4 separate regions of the Mus musculus genome follow, and all the other regions are linked to region 1. The links are chromatin contacts, called in public promoter capture Hi-C maps. All regions are on one chromosome and are shown on one strand. The core of a region is the stretch at or near the end of the contact, and the rest is flanking DNA. Distances in the headings are between cores, read along the strand shown. Region 1 holds the start of Vezf1 (vascular endothelial zinc finger 1). Region 2 has its middle 48 kb from the start of 4930556N13Rik. Region 3 has its middle 56 kb from the start of C030037D09Rik. Region 4 holds the start of 0610039H22Rik (RIKEN cDNA 0610039H22 gene).

Region 1 (2,622 bases), core at 82-2,581:
TTTGAATCAGTCATTCATATATATATGAATATGATATATATATATGCATACATACATACACACACATACATATATATGAAGTTGAAGATATGTCTTTTATTAAAACTGTCTGGAGGGGATAAGAGTCAGTTTGAAATATGTTGAAGTTCTGAAATAATGTGCACATCTGAGGAGTTGGTTTTATTTTTTAACATTTTATAAAAATATCATAGATGGAGCCTGCCCCCTCATTTCCCCACCACAGATTCTTTGGACTAGATATATGTTTAATAATAGCTTGTCTCTGATATTCACAGTAGCTACCTCTATGTGAGGAAAGGATAGAAAACATTCAAGACATCATATGGGCTTACGATCTACAGATTCCAACCAGTAGCAGTGGCTGACTCCTACACAGACGACTGGGAACTGCAAACAGGCTGGGGTCACCTCAGTGACATCTGACGCTGTCCAACCAGAAGTCTGACTTGTGTGTGCGTGTGCTGCAGGAATTGAAAAATGTACTAAAAGACTAAAATATTTTGCCTCTATACTTTCTCATTCGTTTTTATTGTTTGTTTTTAATCCTGGCGGGAGAGGGGTTTTTAAGTATTTCCTGTATCTGGAATGAAAGGGAAAGATGGGAAAGCGGTCCCGTCACCCAAGAATAACCCAGTAATGACATCTGAACGCGTGGGAAGTGTTTCCCTCCACAGTAGGCGCTTCTAAGGCTGTACCCTAGTGGAATTCCCTGCTCAAATTGGAAGACCACGCAAAGGGCGATGGCAAGAGCGCTGAGTGAGGGCTTAGCTGGTCAGGAATAAAAATACCCGAGGGTAGGGGACACTAGAAGCTAGCATCCTAGTTCGTAGGTGGAAGCTGTGATGTGCTTGACCGATTGAACAGCCAGGTGACCAACCGAAGCCCTGACTGCCGCTGGGGGTATGAGAGGGACGCGACGCCGCCGGGTACCAAGGCAGAGTCACGAGAGGCAGCCCAGCTGTGCCCAGCGGGCCAGCGCCAGACCCTGGCGTCCTCCATCTTCTCTCCTGCGCTCCCCCTGCTCCAGCTGCCTGAGCCACGGACCGCAGCATCACACACCCCCGCGGGGGGGGACGCCGCACCCCATCCCCGCCCCCGGCCCCACCCCAGCCCCCGCGCGGGCTCCCTGACCCCACCGCCCGCGGGCACTGGCTGAGCTCCGAGGCGGCGCGCCGGCGGCGGGGACGCCCGGAGGGGGTCGAAGCGGCTGGGGGCGGCGGCGGCCGGGCCGGGGCTCCCCCCCCGCCCGCGCTCGCCGCCGCGGTGGTGCGTCCCGGAGGTTACCGGAAGTGGCCGCGCTCGGCGCTGCCATGTTGAGGAGCCGCCGCTGCCGCTGCCGCCGCCGCCGCCGCCGCTTTGTTGTCGCCTCCTCCGCCTGAGGAGGCTCCCCGAGCGGGGGGAGTGGGGAGGAGGGGGGTCGGCCGCCGCAGCCATGGAGGCCAACTGGACCGCGTTCCTGTTCCAGGATCTGGGGGCCCCGGGGGGGTCGGGGGGCCAGGGGGGCCGGGCCGGGCTCGGGCGGGCGGGCGCTCCTCCCCTCCCGGCTCCGCTCTCCGGCCCGGCCTTAATCCCCCTTTGTTTTTCCGCCCGCCCGCTCCGGCGGAGCCCGGCCGCCGAGGTGAAAGGAGGCGGCCTCGCGGGGTGCGGGGGAGAAGCAGGCCTCGGGGTGAACCCGGGCCCCCCCAAGCACACACGCACACACACACCCTTCCCTCCCGCCCCGAAGGGGAAGGGAGGAGGCCGGCCGCTGTCACCACCCCGCGGCCCAGAGAAAGGAGGGCGCCGGGCCGCTGTGGAGCGCGGGCCGCTCGGCCACTGCGCGCCCGAGCGGGGCCGCGCGGCGCAGCGAGGGGGTCTCCGGGTCCCGCTCCGAGTACCCATCCATCTTTCGCTTGCGCTTTTCGCGTCACCTCTCTCTTTTTGTGTGTGTGTGCTTGTGTGTTGACTTTCTGACCCTCCTCCCACATCCCGCGAATAGCGGGTATCTCTGGCTTCGCCGCCACTCCCCCTTCTCGCCGCCCCCTCGGGTGGACCCGACGGGGGGTGTTGCGAGCGTGGTTCCCCTCTGCAAACTTTTCTCCGCTCCTAGCCCAAGTCCTGGGCGAGCCCTGGCAACTGGTCCCCTCGCCTCTGTCCAGCTTCTGCGGTCCCATTGAGCTTGGGGAATCCCCGAGCCGGCGGGGCCGGGCGGGGGCGGGGAGCGGCGGGGGCCGGGACTCCTGCAGGCCCGACCTTCCCCGGAGCGTGTCTCGCTAGTCTCGCTCCGCGACCCGCTCGAACGTTCGCTCCGGCCCAGTGGGCGACGGGAAGCGGAGAGGGAGCGCAAAGTCCGCTTACAAAGCCCCTAGATGAGTCACTCATAGGGAGTATGGGGGTCTTCGCTTCTTCTTTTTTTCCTTTTGCCAGAAACTTCAAAGCTAATGTTAGCGGATACTTCAGCCATACCCTTCTCCTACCACTTTAATGCGGGACCCCTGATTGGAACTTTTTCCCCCCTCTGCTTCCTTTCTGTTTGCAAATGCATTGATGAGCAGTAGAGATAAGCACATGCAGAAACTTCAGAACTGAAGGTTAGGGAGCTAGTCGTTTTTAAAATGTGTC
Region 2 (2,622 bases), core at 58-2,557, 740 kb after region 1:
CCACAAATGCTTGTGGTCATAGTGTCTATCACAGTAACAGAAAATCAAAGTAGAACAAAAATGAAGTCAAAAAAAAAAAAAAAAAAGCCAAAGTCAGAGAATGGATGTCTCATGTAGCCCTTAGCAACTAGACAAAGGCCATAGCCAGAGAATGGATGCCTCGTGTAGCCCTTAGGCCCAAGTCAAAGGTTATAGTTAGCAAATGGGTGTTTCATGTAGCCCTTAACTACCAGCCAAAGACCATAGCCCCATAGCCAGAGAGCAGGTGTCTCATGTATCCCTTAGACCCAAGTCAAAGGCCATAGTCAGAGAGTAGATGTCTCATGGAGCCCTTCACTGGCACTCTTGGTCCACCTGCCTCTAATTTTGTGCACTGAAATTATAAGTGATCATCGCCAGGCCCTTCCGGCTCTTCTTTTTTCAATGGCAAAGGCAGGGAGGCTGTCCCCCTTCACCTTTGCACAGGGCCCTCTGTCTTCTGACAGGCTAGCAGTTGCCAGATGGTGCGTCTGAGGGGTACAGAGCTGGAGAAGGCTCTCCATCTTGTCCTGGTGCGCGGCCTTGGCCTCCACCACCTGACCATTGTTGATGAGGATTTGCTCCTGGGACTTCATCCTGCTGATTCACCTCCTCCGAGGGCTCCTCGCGCTCTGACTGCATGGCCGGTGACCAGGCAGCTGACCAGATGCACACCAGGTGGTGCGGGATCGGAAGCACACCACCCATATTTCACCAGTGGTATAATTGACAAGGGTCACCACAGGAGAGCTTCAGAGGAATAGAGGCCAGGGACACAGATTGCTGCTTGGGTTGCTAGTGGAATGGCTGCCCAGCCTCTCTTCTCCTCTGCAGAAAGCTTTCTCCCCCCACAAAGCCTCAAAGTCCGGCTTTACCTTCATCACCCTCCATTACCATGAACCAAGGACAAGTTTCCATCCCTGGAACGTGCAAATCTTTGAAAACAAACATAGGTGGGCGACAAAGTCAAGTATCCCTGACTCATCTCTGTCCCTCACTGACCACAGGCTGGCCTTAAACTTCTCATCCTTGGCCTGGCTGTCCTAAAACTCACTTTGAAGACCAGGCTGGCCTTAAATTCACTTGAGATCTGCCTTCCTCTGTCTCCCAAGTGCCAGGATTAAAGGCGGCGGCGGCGGCAGCGGCGCCACCACCACTGGATGGCTTAGACTCCGTCTTTAACAACCTCAGTTTTCTCAGTTGATTAGCGGGCATGGTGAAGCCTATTTTCCAAGTGAGTGTTGGCTGTGATTATCCCCACCTGCTCCTGACTGTAACAGACTCACGGAACTGCGGCATCGCGAGCTCTCTACAGCCAGCGGTGCACAGAGGGTTAAGGATTCAGAACTGAGCCTCTCCAACAGAGGAGAAAATAGAGCCACTTCCGGTGCACTTGAAGGACAGATTGCTGGGGATGGAATTGCAATCGGGTCTCGGAGTGGGAGAAGTGATTGCTGCCCTCATTAATATTACTGCTGGCGAGGGCTGCGTGGGACTCAATCAGGTAATTGAGGTCCCAAATTTCGTTTTTTATCCAGATGCGAGATTAATCGAAGTGGCTTCTTCAAATGAATTCTTCGGAGCTTTCGTTGTAAGCACGACGTCCTCTGGAGTTGTTGTTAACGTTTCAGACCTGAGCAATCGGGAAGCGAAGGCCTATTGTCCGGTTTAGCTAGTGTAAATGTTAGGACGGTCAAGGTCAGGGCATCACTGTACAGCTGTCAGCTCTGGTTTGACTCCAGGGACTCTTTGACCATGTGAACCCCTGGACAGCCACTCTGAGATGATGTCACAAGTCATGACCACGGTGATGATGGGAGGCAATTAACTTTGGTCATTCTGGACAGAGCAATAAAAACTAACTGCAAATCAGAACTAACCAACTACCACCACCTCCTGATGGTGATCAGGGAGGGGCAATGATGTCCATCTGTGATAAATATTTACATATTCATCATGCACACTACCCTTGTGTCTCTTCCGTTCCTACCAGGTACACGCCTTACAGTTAAGAATGGTACACAAGCCGGGCATGGTGGACACACCTTTAATCCCAGCACTCGGGAGGCAGAGGCAGGTGGATTTCTGAGTTCGAGGCCAGCCTGGTCTACAGAGTGAGTTCCAGGACAGCCAGGGCTACACAGAGAAACCCTGTCTCGAAAAAAGCAAAAAAAAAAAAAAAAAAAAAAGAATGGTGCACAAAGTGTTTTGCTAAGTACTGGTCACTCTGCTGAAAGACTGAAGGTCAGGAAATAGTTGTGGAAACCCCTTTATCTATGGTCAGGTGCATGGCACTAGTGCCTAGTGGCTAAGTCTGGGGTGTTGCAGAACCCCTTGATTTGGGAGGTCTGAGGAGTCTTGGATAACTGGTATCAGAATTGAATTTGATTGTTGGACACTCCTTTGGTGTTTCAGAATTGGAGAAGGGACTTGTAAATTCTCTCAGGGTTTCCACATAGGAATACTATAAATCCATTGTTAGATTTTTTTTTCTCTTAGTATCTTTGTGCTTTTGTGACACCACTGTAACTAATATGGATTTGGAAAAAAAATCCGTGTGTACACACACACACACTGGTCAAAGGAGTCAGTTCTCTCTTGCTG
Region 3 (2,622 bases), core at 36-2,535, 710 kb after region 1:
GAGCATGCTCAGAGAATAGCAAAGGGCTTTAGCAAGATGCTCTACTCTTCTGTTGTGAGCATTAAGCTCTGTTGTGAGCCTCAGAAGCACTGTGCCTTAAGAACTTGAGGCCTCCCTGGTTCCAGAGGCCAAGCTGAGCATCTGCCCTAGTGGGCTTTGACTCCCCTCCAGGAAGCTCCCCACATCTTCTACCTACAACTCCAGTGTTCGTTCACTTGGATTAACAAGAGCCATGGTTCATTATCACCAGAATTCCATGACTCACACGAGAAGAATTTTTAATAGCAAGTAAAACATACACTCAATCCACCATCACTGCGTCCACCAACATGCACCTGACATCAAACACATGAGCCAAAGATAACAAGCTGCAGCAATTCTCAGCAGCCAGGACACCAACAATAGCTCACAAAGTTTCACAATGATAAGGAACACATCTCTTGAGGAGTAGTGCGTGCTCTCCTAGCTGACCTCCTGCCAGCAAATTGCATCATGGGAACTCGGTTGTTCAGCTCCAGTTGATGGGGCACCCAGCCTGTGCAGCGTTGTTGTGAAAGGGATCCTAGACACCAAGCCCAAGGTCAGCCACTCCACTCTCCTGTCCCTGTGCTTGAGACACATACTGGATGGTGCATTTTTTCTCATCTTGGGCTATTTTAGCATCTTGGATTTTATCTCTCAGGGAGGTAAAAGCAATTTCTAATTATTTTCCTTCTTTCTCTTCTTCCTTTCTTTCAAACAAAACAAAACAGCTGCACCACAATTGGAATTTGAGGGGGTGGTTGCTTTGAGGCTTGTAGGCTTGGAAATACACACAAACACACACACACACACACACACACACACACACACACACACACTCAATTTCAAAGGAGGAAATGATCCTTCAATAACGTCTGAGAGAATTGGATGGTGGTATTCATCAGCTCGTCTGGAACCGGTAGGCAGCTCTATTGTATGAGGGGGCAAGGGTCTGCAGTCTACTTAGCTTTCCATTTGGGGAAATTTCCTTTGGAGGATTTTCTTTACAGCCTTAAAGCCCTGTGTTTATATAAGGCCTGGAGCTGTATACCAAACAAGGCAGAACACACAGTTGATGGCTGAAGCTTGCTTTTCTTTGTGTGTGCTTTCATGTGCGTGCATGTGGAGGGGCCAGGGCCAACATCAGATGTCTCCTTCCTCAATGCTTCTCCTCCTGACTTTCTGAGACAGGATCTCTTACTGAGCCTAAAACGCATCAGCTCAGCTAGGCTGGCTGGCCTGTGAGCCCCAGGGATCGCCCTGTCTCCATCTCCTCGGTGCTGAGGCTGAAGATGTAGGCTCTCCCATGGCTTTCAACATGGGTGCTCTGGGTCTGAGCTTAGGAGCCTATGTTTGCACGGGATGCACGTTACTGAAGGAACCATCTCCCAAGCTCCTCTTTTTAGTTTTCCTTTTATTTACTTGTTTATTTATTTTTGATGGATTGATTTTCCTTGTATGAGTACACCGTAGCTGTCTTCAGACACACCAGAAGAGGGCACCAGATCCCATTACAGATGGTTGTGAGCCACCATGTGGTTGCTGGGAATTGAACTCAGGGCCTCTGGAAGAACAGTCAGTGCTCTTAACCGCTGAGCCGTCTCTCCAGCCACTACTTGTTGGTTTATTATTTGAGATGATTTGAGTCAGGGCCTCCTGTGGTAACCCAAGCTGTCCTCAAATTCTCAACCAAGTGCTAGGATCAAAGGCCTGGGCCACCAGGACTGTCCAGCTTGTGTTTCTTTATAAAGGCCAAGTGACTTGTTTGTCTTATGTCTTTCCTGAGGTGACCCCTATGAGGTGGGGGGCTTTACACACAAGGGCCCTGTCCACCTCTGTAGCTTTGGTTTTAAGTGCATATGGGACGTGCATGCTGTCACGTCATGAAAGCAGCCTCAAGAAACATTGCCCGCAACACTGGGGCTTGGATTCATGGCCACTGCCTGATGAAAGGCTGGGTTTTTAGCATGCACACAGCTTTCTGCTCTTATAGGGGATTGTGGCTTGATTACAGAAAAAGAAGACTAGTCCTGCTGTCATTCCTCAGGCTGTAAGAATGGAATTAGCGTATGCTTGAATCATACTGATTTTAAAAGTTGCTGTTTGATGACTCAGGGGGTAAAGTGCTTGCTGTACAAGCTGGACAACCTCAGTTTATCGCCCCCCCCCCAACTCTCCCCCCACCGTTCCACCAACTCCCAAAGCCAAGTTCTGAAAGTTGTCATCTGATTGCCATTTGTGTGCCGTGACACACGCACACCCACTTTCACAAACACATAATAAATAAATAAATTCATGTTTGAGCTGCTGACTTGAGTTGTATTTTTTTAAGGAAAAAAAAAAAGAACATTAAATTAATTTTGGCTTGGGATGAGAGCAGGGTTTCTAGCAAGTTCTAAGATGGTTCCAACCTGCCTTGTACTTGATATTTATATAAAGTGATGTTCTTACTACTTTCAATTATAAAGTCAGAATATTGGTCATCTCTGAAAAATGTTGAAGGTGCCTTATAGCCCACAGGCAAAATTTGATTCGTTATAGCTAAATACACCAGCACACCTATTAGTGTGCAGATCTGCTTTCATCTTTAGTAAGTGGTAG
Region 4 (2,622 bases), core at 73-2,572, 550 kb after region 1:
GAACCCACGCCTAGACCTTGATCTCAGAAAGAGGAAAAAAAAATACACTAAAGAGCAACCAACACACTAAAGAGCAACCAAGACAGGGGCCGGGGCCAGGGCCAGAGCTGGGGCCAGGATTGGGGGCGGGGGGGGGGGGGTGGTCATCACTGCAAACCGAAAGCATTCATCAGAGCCCTTTCTCCCACTGGAATGCTGGGATACTAAGACCGGTCGTTCTTTCAACAGGAAAGAAAAGCGTAGGCCAACTCTTGCTGGCTCGCTCTGCTCCTTCGGCACAGTTTACTGAAGCGTGTGAGGCTCTGCCTAACATTTAGGATATTTTGATTTAAAATGCAAACAGCAACACTGATAAAGATCGTGGCGCCAAAGCGGGCCCTCGAAGGAAAGGGCACACTAACTCCCCTCCTTCTAACCCTGGATCTCACAGCTACCTAAGCTGACGGCTTGAAATTAACTCATTCAGTTAATAATTCAAAGCCATGGGCTGGACAAGTTTTAACGCCTCAATGTTGGTTTATAATTAACCCAGACCGTGGTGTTCTTAGGTGTTTGATTTTTAATTAGTCTATTGATTAATCAGTCTGGTTAACAATTATTTATTTCTGGGGCCCTTTACTGTCTTCTATTCTTGTTAAGGGAGGGTGAGGGTTACCCTGGCTCCTTTCTCCTCTGAACCCCTCCAGATCACAGTCCCATCATTCTCTAGGGACACTGTAGATACAGTATTGAGACCAGAAAGGAAGCCTGCCCAGCCTGACACAAATGAAGGTACCCCCCCTTTTGTTCATCTGTTATCCTTGGTATCAGATTCTGCTCGCAGGAGCACATGAAATGAAGGAACTCACAGAATGGCACCCTACCCAGGCACAGGCTGGGCCCTCTCATCCCTTCCTTCCCAGTTCAGAGCTAATTGACATCTTGTGTGAGCATTGCATCATGTCCCTTTGCAAAGCCAGAAGCAACTGAGAAGGTGCTACACGCCCCTGCCCCCCCCCCATCTCTCGGGGGACTAACCCAAAACAAATTACTCAGTAATGGGAGGGCCCCTCTCTCTGGCAGAGGCCCACATGTCTGTCTGTTCAGCAGTTTCTTGCCTGCTCTATTTGTAGGGGTTGCAGGGGATCAGAGAGGTCACCACCTCTCTCAGGGTTACAGTGCTCTGTAGCACACAGCTGCTCAGAACCCACACTCCTCCCCGTGACAGAGGAGGAAGCACAGTTAACAACAAGGCTGGTGACTGATGCCCGTTGACGTTCTGGGGTGTCCTCCCTCGACGATCACAAAAAATTAACCCAAGACACCAGCACCAACACCAACAGTCCACCAGGGGATCGAAGCAGGTCCTACCTAGGACAAGTTTTCTCAGCATTCAGCACTATGTCACCAAATGACCAGGAGGCAGCCCAAGATGGAAATCCTTGGTAGAGATTTCCTTTGGAAAATTCCACTGTATATCCATGAAAGACCGATCTTAGAATTCTTATGGAAAAAAAAATTATCTTTACAGATCCCATGCAAGGGTGTCATGGATAACCAGGGGTCCTGGACCACAAAGCAACTCCTCTGGAAGATTCATGTATAGGACAACTCTGGGCTGCAGGAGCCCCTAGGACCTGGGTGAGCTGCTTTAACTTCTTCCTCTCTAAACTCAGCTAAAGACCCGGAACCCTACAGAACCCAGTGTGGATGCCCATCATTGGATGATTGCATCTGCTGCTGGCACCAATCACAGAGCTGCCCAGGCCTACAGGGTACCACACAGTTGGCGGAAGTGCAGGGACCCATGTGCCCAGGCCATGCCACAGACAACCGCAACTGCATCCTTCAATGAAGCTCCAGGTAAAAGCAACTGGGCGTGAGAGGGATGGCAATGTGTGTGCAAGGCTTCTCCCTGGTGCCTTTCAGGTTGGGATTTAGCATCTTCGGGCAGCTACCCACAGGTCCCTTTAACAAGCCTCGGGGGGGGGGGGGGGGACTGGGAGCCACACTGTTCCTAGCCTACAGGAATAGCCTCAGGGCAGCAGCAGGAAGGGCTGTTCCCGTTCAGGAAGCTGTGTCCTTTCTGAAGACCTAGAACCCTGGCCAGGATGGGAGCCTCAGAGTCCACTTGAAATACCCTGGGAAAACACCCCTCCCCAAACTACATCTGTACTCCTCCTCCATCCAACACAGCCTTCGAGTAATCCCCACCACCTGCCGGTTTCTCATTTTCTCTCTTGCAACAACTTAAAATTTAAAAGAAAAAAAAATTTAATCACAATTCAGGAAAACACACCCACGCATCTTGCTCACTAAGCGTGAAAGCCACCACTCCCTCGCTCAACTCAGCCCCTGCTCCACTTCAGAGAGTGGAGGAGAGAGAAATGTCATTTGACACCACAAACGCTGCCTCCTTCTCAACCTGGAGGCCCCACCTGCCGGCATGTTTGCAAGGCTAATTCCAATCTCACTATTTGAATACACTTGCAAGCTGGGAAAACAAGCCAATAGTTCAGAGGATCCAAGGCAAACTCCGTCTGACAGCCCTAGCCCCGACGGCTGCCAAGACTGATTGACTGGCTGGTTATATTTAGAGGTGGAGGAGGAGGGGACATCAAACAGTGTAGGGCCTCCCGAACT

What was found. Promoter capture Hi-C pulls out the DNA fragments that hold promoters and counts their contacts. Capture Hi-C pulls out chosen DNA fragments and counts their contacts.
Region 2: a contact with region 1 is called in a promoter capture Hi-C map of stem cell-derived epiblast-like cells, with 8 times the contacts expected there. The contact joins the enhancer-like site here to the promoter of Vezf1 in region 1. A contact is called at or near these places in 12 of 39 promoter capture datasets (the C10 cell line, the SN4741 cell line, cranial neural crest and 6 more), 1 of 15 datasets of contacts at CTCF or cohesin (the NIH/3T3 cell line), 2 of 484 Hi-C or Micro-C datasets (embryonic stem cells and muscle stem cells) and 7 of 115 datasets of contacts at active chromatin or transcription factors (craniofacial prominence, embryonic basal ganglia, embryonic forebrain and 4 more).
Region 3: a contact with region 1 is called in a promoter capture Hi-C map of cranial neural crest. The contact joins the enhancer-like site here to the promoter of Vezf1 in region 1. A contact is called at or near these places in 4 of 39 promoter capture datasets (the SN4741 cell line, cranial neural crest, liver and 1 more) and 3 of 115 datasets of contacts at active chromatin or transcription factors (embryonic basal ganglia, embryonic forebrain and embryonic hindbrain).
Region 4: a promoter capture Hi-C map of liver shows a contact between it and region 1, with 5 times the contacts expected there. The contact joins the promoter of 0610039H22Rik here to the promoter of Vezf1 in region 1. A contact is called at or near these places in 5 of 39 promoter capture datasets (the C10 cell line, hippocampal neurons, liver and 1 more), 1 of 484 Hi-C or Micro-C datasets (CD4 T cells), 1 of 115 datasets of contacts at active chromatin or transcription factors (large pre-B cells) and 2 of 9 other capture datasets (adipose tissue and liver).

Annotation. Positions count from the first base shown.
Region 1 is chr11:88,066,948-88,069,569 of GRCm38.p6, forward strand. Vezf1 (vascular endothelial zinc finger 1) reads left to right here and starts at 1,332. Exons shown (of 6, transcript NM_016686.4): 1 at 1,332-1,486. The coding sequence starts at 1,454.
Region 2 is chr11:88,802,099-88,804,720 of GRCm38.p6, forward strand. No RefSeq gene overlaps it. Among named protein-coding and RNA genes, the nearest start is that of 4930556N13Rik, 48 kb to the right of the region's middle. Within about 2 kb of position 1,308, at least 20 of the 459 cell types and tissues checked have an H3K27ac peak or open chromatin away from gene starts, as enhancers often do. A contact at or near this core is called in muscle stem cells, where this site is marked.
Region 3 is chr11:88,773,771-88,776,392 of GRCm38.p6, forward strand. No RefSeq gene overlaps it. Among named protein-coding and RNA genes, the nearest start is that of C030037D09Rik, 56 kb to the left of the region's middle. Within about 2 kb of position 1,286, at least 10 of the 459 cell types and tissues checked have an H3K27ac peak or open chromatin away from gene starts, as enhancers often do.
Region 4 is chr11:88,617,929-88,620,550 of GRCm38.p6, forward strand. 0610039H22Rik (RIKEN cDNA 0610039H22 gene) reads left to right here and starts at 1,323. Exons shown (of 3, transcript NR_131025.1): 1 at 1,323-1,842. The region is part of intron 5 of Msi2 (musashi RNA-binding protein 2); the gene reads right to left.